Regions from separate parts of the Mus musculus genome. Here all the other regions are linked to region 2. Evidence: chromatin contacts called from public HiChIP or PLAC-seq and promoter capture Hi-C data. All regions are on one chromosome and are shown on one strand. The core of a region is the stretch at or near the end of the contact, and the rest is flanking DNA. Distances in the headings are between cores, read along the strand shown. Region 1 overlaps Scd3 (stearoyl-coenzyme A desaturase 3). Region 2 holds the start of Ndufb8 (NADH:ubiquinone oxidoreductase subunit B8). Region 3 has its middle 5.1 kb from the start of Gm35183.

What was found. Promoter capture Hi-C pulls out the DNA fragments that hold promoters and counts their contacts. HiChIP or PLAC-seq counts read pairs in DNA pulled down with a chosen protein or histone mark.
Region 1: a FOXA1 HiChIP or PLAC-seq map of pancreatic cancer cells shows a contact between it and region 2. The contact joins the enhancer-like site here to the promoter of Ndufb8 in region 2. A contact is called at or near these places in 4 of 39 promoter capture datasets (the C10 cell line, cranial neural crest, liver and 1 more), 1 of 15 datasets of contacts at CTCF or cohesin (the NIH/3T3 cell line) and 5 of 115 datasets of contacts at active chromatin or transcription factors (craniofacial prominence, embryonic forebrain, forebrain and 2 more).
Region 3: a promoter capture Hi-C map of fetal liver shows a contact between it and region 2, with 2.2 times the contacts expected there. The contact joins the enhancer-like site here to the promoter of Ndufb8 in region 2. A contact is called at or near these places in 6 of 39 promoter capture datasets (the 3T3-L1 cell line, fetal liver, hippocampal neurons and 2 more), 2 of 484 Hi-C or Micro-C datasets (CD4 T cells and the N1E-115 cell line), 5 of 115 datasets of contacts at active chromatin or transcription factors (embryonic limb bud, embryonic stem cells, extraembryonic endoderm stem cells and 2 more) and 3 of 9 other capture datasets (adipose tissue, liver and pancreatic islet).

What each region holds. Positions count from the first base shown.
Region 1 is chr19:44,224,611-44,227,310 of GRCm38.p6, forward strand. The region is part of intron 2 of Scd3 (stearoyl-coenzyme A desaturase 3); the gene reads left to right. It also overlaps a transcript of Pkd2l1 not described here. Among named protein-coding and RNA genes, the nearest start is that of Scd3, 23 kb to the left of the region's middle. Within about 2 kb of position 1,276, at least 39 of the 459 cell types and tissues checked have an H3K27ac peak or open chromatin away from gene starts, as enhancers often do. A contact at or near this core is called in the NIH/3T3 cell line and pancreatic cancer cells, where this site is marked.
Region 2 is chr19:44,554,138-44,556,837 of GRCm38.p6, forward strand. Ndufb8 (NADH:ubiquinone oxidoreductase subunit B8) reads right to left here and starts at 1,305. Exons shown (of 5, transcript NM_026061.3): 1 at 1,180-1,305; 2 at 794-920. The coding sequence starts at 1,264.
Region 3 is chr19:44,265,756-44,268,455 of GRCm38.p6, forward strand. No RefSeq gene overlaps it. Among named protein-coding and RNA genes, the nearest start is that of Gm35183, 5.1 kb to the right of the region's middle. Within about 2 kb of position 1,391, at least 306 of the 459 cell types and tissues checked have an H3K27ac peak or open chromatin away from gene starts, as enhancers often do. A contact at or near this core is called in the N1E-115 cell line, adipose tissue, embryonic limb bud and 8 more, where this site is marked.

The DNA.
Region 1 (2,700 bases), core at 26-2,525, 330 kb before region 2:
GAATCTCCGAGTTTAAGGAACACACCTTTAATCTGGGCTACGCCTTTCATCTGGGATTAAAGGTGTGGTGGAACACACCTTTAATCTGGGCTCCACCTTCTGCTGGAGACAATATAAGGACATTGGAAGAAGGGAGTCTAGCTCGAGCCCTTGCTCCTTCGCCTGCTTGCTGCGTGAGACTGAGTAACTGCTAGATCCTTGGACTTCCATTCACAGCTGCGACTGAACAATTGTTGGGAATTGGGCTGCCGACTGTAAGTCATCAATAAATTCCTTTACTATCTAGAGACTATCCATAAGTTCTGTGACTCTAGAGAACCCTGACTAATACAACCTTCGTGACCAAAGCAATTGGCAGAATAAGATCATGACTCCATGTCACGAGGACTGTCACTCCAGCACCCCTGTTAAGATAGCATTGTCTGTACTCTGGAGCCAATGCGCCTTGGTGATCTGCAGTGTGGAGCAGATTCGGACACTTTTCTTGGTACTCTGGCTCTGCTTTAAGCCTTCCTTCCCTTTCCTCCTGTGACGTCAGGGTTTGCCCTCCACTGGCTTCTCTGTCCAGGTACAGTTAGATCCTCTTCATGGGAAGACCCCAGTCACCACTGAGTCAGAGGCTGCAAACCATCTGAGGCCTCATCCCAGTTCAGAAGGATACGGTCAGCCCTTCCCTAGGGCAGACACCATCTCTATGGTTGTCCTGAGGTCCTATAGAAGGACCAGATGACACACAGGAGGCAGAAGAGAGGAGGAAAGAGACCACTTAGAAAACCGTTAACTCTTGATACAGAGGGACACATAGCAGTTTGTGCAATGTTTGGTATCTCCAATCTCAGCTAAGTTCTGTAGCCGCAGAGGTTCTATGGTTTCCAGATGGCCTTTAGGTACTAACAAGGCCTCAGTCCCACCTCCTAGTTCTACCAATCTGAGCAACAGATGGGTACACCCAGTGTCCACTCCGCATTAGAGAGACTGATCTTGTAGGCTTTGAGTTGGAGTGCTGCATTCCTATGAAATGTATGATACAGCTGAGACTGGATCAGTGCTCGGACCCTGCATGAACACTTAGCTTTTAACTTCATCAACATACTTACCAGGATAGTAAATAGCTAGAGACTGTTGGTGTTCAGACATCGCCACACAAACGGCGTGAACACTGATCTCAGTTAACTACTCAGAATAGTTATTGACTGCACTTTAATACTGGTCAGATCAGGAACAGAGCCCAGAATTATCAGAACTATGACAACAGATATCTTTTCCTGTCAGCTCACAAAGGATAAAACCACAAAAGCCACAGTGAGTTCACACACAGGAAGTACTGCCGGGTGGTCAGCTCTGACTCAAGTGATTTCAGACATAACAGTTCAAATTGTCCTTTGATTTGATGGGTCCTACACAAAGCTTTGTGGAATTTCTTAAGATTAGCAAAACTCATACCGCACATTCAGAACATACAGAACAAAACAGTATGTGGTCAGTATGTCCTTGAGCCAAGTCACTTCTGTGTATCTGGCAGGCATGTTACAGCAACAATATGAAATAGCTGACAGGCATGGTACAAAATGGCTACAGCTATGCTTGGAGGGGGAGGTGTCAAACCATAGCATTCCACCCTTTTTTGAGCTGTCCCAATGAGTCAAATCATTGACTCAAAATTTTTCTTTTCTGATGCTGGGCGTGGTGGCGCATGCCTTTAATCCCAGCACTTGGGAGGCAGAGGCAGGCAAATTTCTGAGTTTGAGGTCAGCCTGGTCTACAGAGTGAGTTCTAGGACAGTCAGGGCTACACAGAGAAACCCTGTCTCAGAAAAAAAAATTCTTTTCTGAGGCCAGGAGGACAAACTTTTATATCAGTCTTTGTTGGCTTAAATGTTTGACATTTTGATCTCCCTTCATAAGTGTTGCTTCTCTCATGCTGGTAGGTCTTGCTATGCTCATGCTTTTTAGGAAAGGCATTATTAGTGTTGGCACTGCCCTGGCCATCTGGGAATGGTGTAGAAGTCCCAGGTGTCCCTAACCTCCTTCTCCAGGATAATACTGTACCAGAGGCTACAGATGTACAAGTATGCAAAATTCAGAAGTTTCAGTGATGCTAAAGGGACTGATACAGGGGGTCAGTGCCAAGGCACAAGCAAACCAAGTGCCTTTTGGCGGTACTAAAGAGTAAGGGGAAACTCCTGCATTAGCATCTGTACATTATTACGGTGTTGCAGGTACTGAGACCGATATCTTATATAAGCAGAGAGACCTTGTCCTTTCTAGGACAGGGAGAGGGCATTAACATTCTCTTGGAACCACTGATGTCTAAGACCCTGTTCCTAGTGACCTGGACTCTCTGGATGGTGAATATCATCCCAGGGTCATTACCAGATGCATAAAGGAGGAGCCCCCAAATCTACCCTGTATCTCATAAATCATTTGTATCATTTTTATCTTAATTTGAGTGGGGTTGGTCTTCCCAAGTTTTCTAGACTGACTCAACCTTCTGTGGCTGAATATACTTATCTTTATCAGTTACCCAGGAAGCTAATGCTTTATCGCCCCACATATCACAAAAGCACACACCATGTCCCCTGCAAGTCAGGGTCTTCAACTGAGGGGCAGGCATATACCTGAAGGGTGGCCAAAGTATTTTCCATATTCTGGATCCTATATCCAAAGACCTAGAGAATGAGGGAACATATATGTTTGTGGC
Region 2 (2,700 bases), core at 55-2,554:
GATGTATACCCTCATGCTTCAAACACCTCCTTGGAGGTCTCCCTTAACTTGGTTTTCCCCCCTAAAAATCCAAGGTCACCTTATACAGACTACTGCCCAGGCTGTTCTAGTCCACAACAAAGTAAAAAACAGACAATGGAAACTGGACACGTGTCAAAAAAATGATTGGAAAATAAAAAGAAAAGAAAAATGCTAACACAGGAAGTGACGATGATGTTTAACCACTATTCATAATTAACTTTGTTACAGGGGATAGATAGAGGGCCAGAAGGGACTAACACCAACTGAAGAATGAAGGCTGACATGGAGTGTAATCTGCTTAACCATCAGTGACATTTTCATATGCCTAATGGCAAAAAACAAACAAACAACCCCCTCCCCCAAAAAAGCCAGACATACACAAATATAGAGTACCCCAACCTCAGCAAGGTTCTCAGGACAGGGGTCCAGCTCCCGCCTGGTCAGCACCTGAGCCCAGCAGATGCTCAATCTAAATGAAACGCAGTGCTCTGGATGGAGCCATGGAAGAATCTCACTATTCTGGAGTCCTCGAGGGAGCTATGATAACCTCGGCTTCCTCATTTGAGCAAACAGCCTGAGCCAAGCAAAAAAAATGGAAGTCTTCTCGGCTGCAGCGGCTCAGCCACCCACTCCCACCTCCCCCAACCTAGAAAAGCACCCGCACTAATGACTCTGAGGGGTCACTACAAGGATCCGGGAGAAAACGCCTGGGTCGCACCACCCAATCCAACCGCCTTCACCGCTCCTGACCCGAGTCCTCTACCTCACTCACCCCATGCCATCATCGGGGTATGGCTCGTAGTCTTCCACTCGCATGTTATACTTCTTGGCGGCCGCGGCGCGTTCCTCTGGGGTCCTAGGATATGACCCCGGCAACATGTCCTTGGTCATATGGAAGGCTGGACGCAGAGGGATGCAGGTCAGATGGACACGGTGCTTTAGGCGCCCACCCAGAAAGGACTAAGCCGCAGTGACTGCAGAGGCTGTCGTTTCGCACCTTGCCGGACTACAGCAACCCTGTATCCCTTCTTTGGGCACACGAATCCACCGCGACCTCCCACCCCTTACCCCCAGCCAGGACACCTCCGCCACCGTCCCAAGGATGCCTCCATCCCGAAGCAGTAAACTTCAGGCACCCGCTTCCCACACCGTGCAGACCTCTCCGTGCCTCCAGTGGCACCACGCCCCGGGTTGTCCTCTGCAGCCATCGGACTCCCAGGGCCGCAGCCCGGGCGGCAGCCATCTTCACCTTCTCCGCGGTTCACTCTGCACATGCGCAAAAGCGGGTCACGGTGGCTGAGTCGGGCCAAACGGCGATCTCCGAAGCCAGCGCAGAAGTCCCGGCATCAAGCTGGGCGGGCTTTATTTAAATATGCTGTAGAGCCTGGACGGTGAGCGGCTGATGAGGTGCCAGGACAGACAGCAAGGAGAGAAAACAAAGCTACTGCTTACTTGATATTGCAAGTTACTGTATTCCTTTTCGCCTTCAACCGACTGAGGCCCTTTCGGGGCTGCGCCAGCCGAATATCTCAGACCGCTGTGCAAAGTAAAACCAGCCTTCTGTCCTCACACACAGTCCTTTTTCACATTTAGCTCTTGGTTTTGTTTGATCCTTTCTCCAAATCTCTTTCCTTATATACTCAAAGTTGTCTCAGTTCATCTAAATGTCTCAATCACCTCAACCCAACAAATACAAAAACCAAGCCGATTACTGGAGGCGGCTCGCCTGACCCAGCCCCAAACCTCCCATTTTTCAGGAAAAAAAAAAACAGATTTCAAACAGAAAGACCATAATTAACAAACTCTTAACACAGACTGGGAGACATGTTTGCATACTATTAAGTTTTCGTTTTATTTGTACAAGTAGGGTTTGGATATATTACACATTTTGAGTATGCACGTATTTCCATCAACTCTTTAGACACAATTACTGTAATAGAATCCCTTCTCAAATGTATACCAGATCGACAAACACAGGCGTGTACTATTCAACATATAGATTTGGGGAGGCCTACTGCAGTGCATTTTATCCTCTTGTAGTATCATTAGACATCATCAGAATTAATTTGACAGCATCTGCATTTAACTAATAGCAAACCCTGATCTCATGTTGCTTAAAAGCAATGTTGGTATAGGTTATTCATTTGTTTTTTTTTTATATTGTTTATATAGAACATAGCATATTCTTTTTTAAGAAGAAAATTATATGTATGGGTGTTTTGCCCACATGTGTGTTTGCACTCCACATGCATGTGGTAGTGGAGGAGACCAAAGGGCAGCAGATCCCCCTGGAACTGGAGTTTCAAAGAATCCACAGTTACCGTGGATTGTTGGCCTTCATTCAGGTGCTGGGAATTGAACGCTGGTCCTGGATCCTCTGTCCTCTGGAAGAACAGCCAGTACTCTTAACCCCCGAGACATCTCTCCAGCCCCACAGTGTACTCTTATGTGATGGTATATGCCTTTTGTAAAGTCAACACTTGAGAAATGAAGACAAAAAAAAAAAAAATCAGGAGTTAAGGCCAGCCTGGGCTACATAATGAGTCTAAGGCATATCTGGGCTATGTGAGACTGTGGCGGGGGTGGGGTGGGGGAGAAGTGTATAATGATTTTTAAGTGTATATTACAAACGTGTGTGACTATTACTTCTATCTAGATCTAAAACATTTCATCACTGCC
Region 3 (2,700 bases), core at 141-2,640, 290 kb before region 2:
CTTCCTCTTCCTCTTCCTCTTCTTCTTCTTCTTCTTCTTCTTCTTCTTCTTCTTTTGGTTTTTGGTTTTGGTTTTTGGTTTTTTTGGTTTTTGGTTTTTCAGGACAGAGTTTCTTTGTTGTAGCCTTCCTTGGCTGTCTTAGAACTAGCTCTGTCAATCAGACTGGCCACCAAGGCCCTCTACAACAGTTCATCACCCAAAACTCTTAAAACCATTTGCCAGTGACACCTAATCTTATCAGCCACAAGCCAACTTTTCCCCACCCTTAGCAAAAACAAAAAACAAAAAAAAACCAACGGTGCTGGCCTAGGAGGTACCCGCTTGCCTTGTACTTCAAGGATAGGGAGTTAAACAATTGATAACCCACATGTGCTACCACCCCCCACTCCCAGCAAGGTTTGCCAGGCAATCACCCAGTGTGTAGCATAAATCAGTGGTGTCAGGTTCAAAAGAAAACTCAAGACAGTTGGCCACCTGTGGTGCCTATTAGCATATCAAAGCGTCTGCTGATCTCGGGGCTCAGTGCCTGAGATTCCTCTCCGCTCTCTCCTGGCCCCTACCCTAAACTTCCCCAACTCTTGGGCTCCCCCGACCCCGACCCCAAGCTTCTCGTTCCTATATAACCCTGCTATTTTAGCCATTGTCCTCGTTGCCCTCTTGGGTCTTGGTCACCTTGGGTCCCTCTTTCTCTTGCTCTCCACTTTTCTCCCTCCTCGATGGCCTGGTTCTCTGCTGGCCATATTTAGTCTGCTCTGGACCCTTCCAGATGCCTCTGGCTGTATTCTCCCTCTAGAGTAAAGACTTTCTCCTCAACAATACCTTGGTGTCCCCATTTCATTCAAGTAATACTCCACTCCTTGGTATTGCCTACTAAGCACTTAAAGTGTCTACCTCAGCCAGTTCATCGACGGATCAACAACTGAGCTGGCTCCACCTTTTGGCAAGTGTAAAAAGCGCTGCAAATATTTGCGCACCAATATTTGGGTATCTGCTTTGGTTCGATTTGTGTACATATCCAGGATTAATTTGTTTGTATGTAATAAACTATTTAACTTTCTGTGGGGTCACCTCAGGCATACCTGTAACCCCAGCAAAACTACCGTCCTTCCGGTCCTTCAGCACTTAGTGCTGAGCGAATGCCCCATTAAAGCCCTCAGAGCATCCCGGGGAGGAGGGCAGCGACTGCGCGATAGGCCGCATCGCTGCCCTACCGCAGGCGGTGCTCACACTCCTACCCTGGCCCTCAGCCAGCCCACACCCAGGTCAACACTGGGAGCCGCCCGAGTCGCGGCCCATCACTCAGAGCCCCCAGGGTCACACCCGTCCACTCGGCCCACAGCGCCTGACTCCGCACAGCCAATCAGCAGCCGCGCTGCGACTCTGCCCGAGTCCGCGCCCATCAGGAGGCGCCGCCTCTGGTTCGGGAGGTGCCCCTGCATCTTGCGGTCGCCCTCCTGTTTGGAGCTGAGGGAGTTTCTAAGGGATGCTGTAACTACCCTCCACCCCCGCCCCCCAGTCCTCCCTCTCCGCCAGGGAGGAACGCAGAGACCTTGGGTGTGGGCTCTGGTCCTCCGCTGCGTTGGAGGTCGCGGGAGCAGACTAAACAGGGCAGGGCAAGGCGGTCACGTAGGAGGCAGAGTGCCACCTCAGCAAAGCATACGGAAGACTGGGTCGTGAAAGCATGAGAGAAAGCAAGCCAGCCAAGTGTTCCAGAGCGTTCCAGGCTGATGTCACCGGGGATGAAAGATTCGAATGCTTGCAGCTCAACTTAGCTACAGCTAGCCCCTGGCGCGCGCGCGCGCGCGCGCGTGTGTGTGTGTGTGTGTGTGTGTGTGTGAGAGAGAGAGAGAGAGAGAGAGAGAGAGAGAGAGAGAGAGAGAGAGAGAGAGAGAGAGACTCAGTCTTCCAAGCGCTGGGACTGCAGAAGGGCTTCTACTTAAGTCATGCTGTTACGTGGGTGCCATCTCCCCAGGCCCACTTACCTGGGTTTATAAAGCGAGCTAGTAACACTCAAATACAAGATGACGGTGTGGCTTTCCCTTTGCCTTAACATATACGCCATACCCTTGGTATACGCCACAACCTTGAAAATTAGTTCTTAATTTAGAATCCTCACACCAGTCAGACTTCTAGGACCAAAAGTAGTGGGCACAACCCCCACCCCCATCCTCATCCCCAAACTTTAGCCCTTTCCAGAAGGAAGTTTCCCTGAAGCTCATTAGCAATCCCCTTTCAGTAAACGTGCATCTTCACTGAATGTGGAGTTGAACACCACATACCAGGCTGTCTCTCTCTCTCCGTGTGGGTGTTCTCGCTTTACCACACTCCAGCTCCGGCACCAAGAAGTCCCCTGAAGAGGCCTGTCACCAGCATACACTGTGGGACCCAATTTAAGGCACCTCTGTCCACCAACATAAAGATATGTGTGTGTGTGTGTATACATATATATGTATGTATATATGTGTATATGTGTATATATACATACATACATACACACACACACACACACACCTTGCTTATTTCTTACTCAGTTTCATTTGGATTGTTCTTATGGAGAGATTTTTCTCAGCCAAGGCTCCCTCCTCTCCGATGATTCTAGCTTGTGTCAAGGTGACATAAAACTAGTGACACACAGGAGGGAAAGAGTGATATTGATTTACTTGTGTGTGTGTTTTTAAAGATTTATTTATTATTATACAT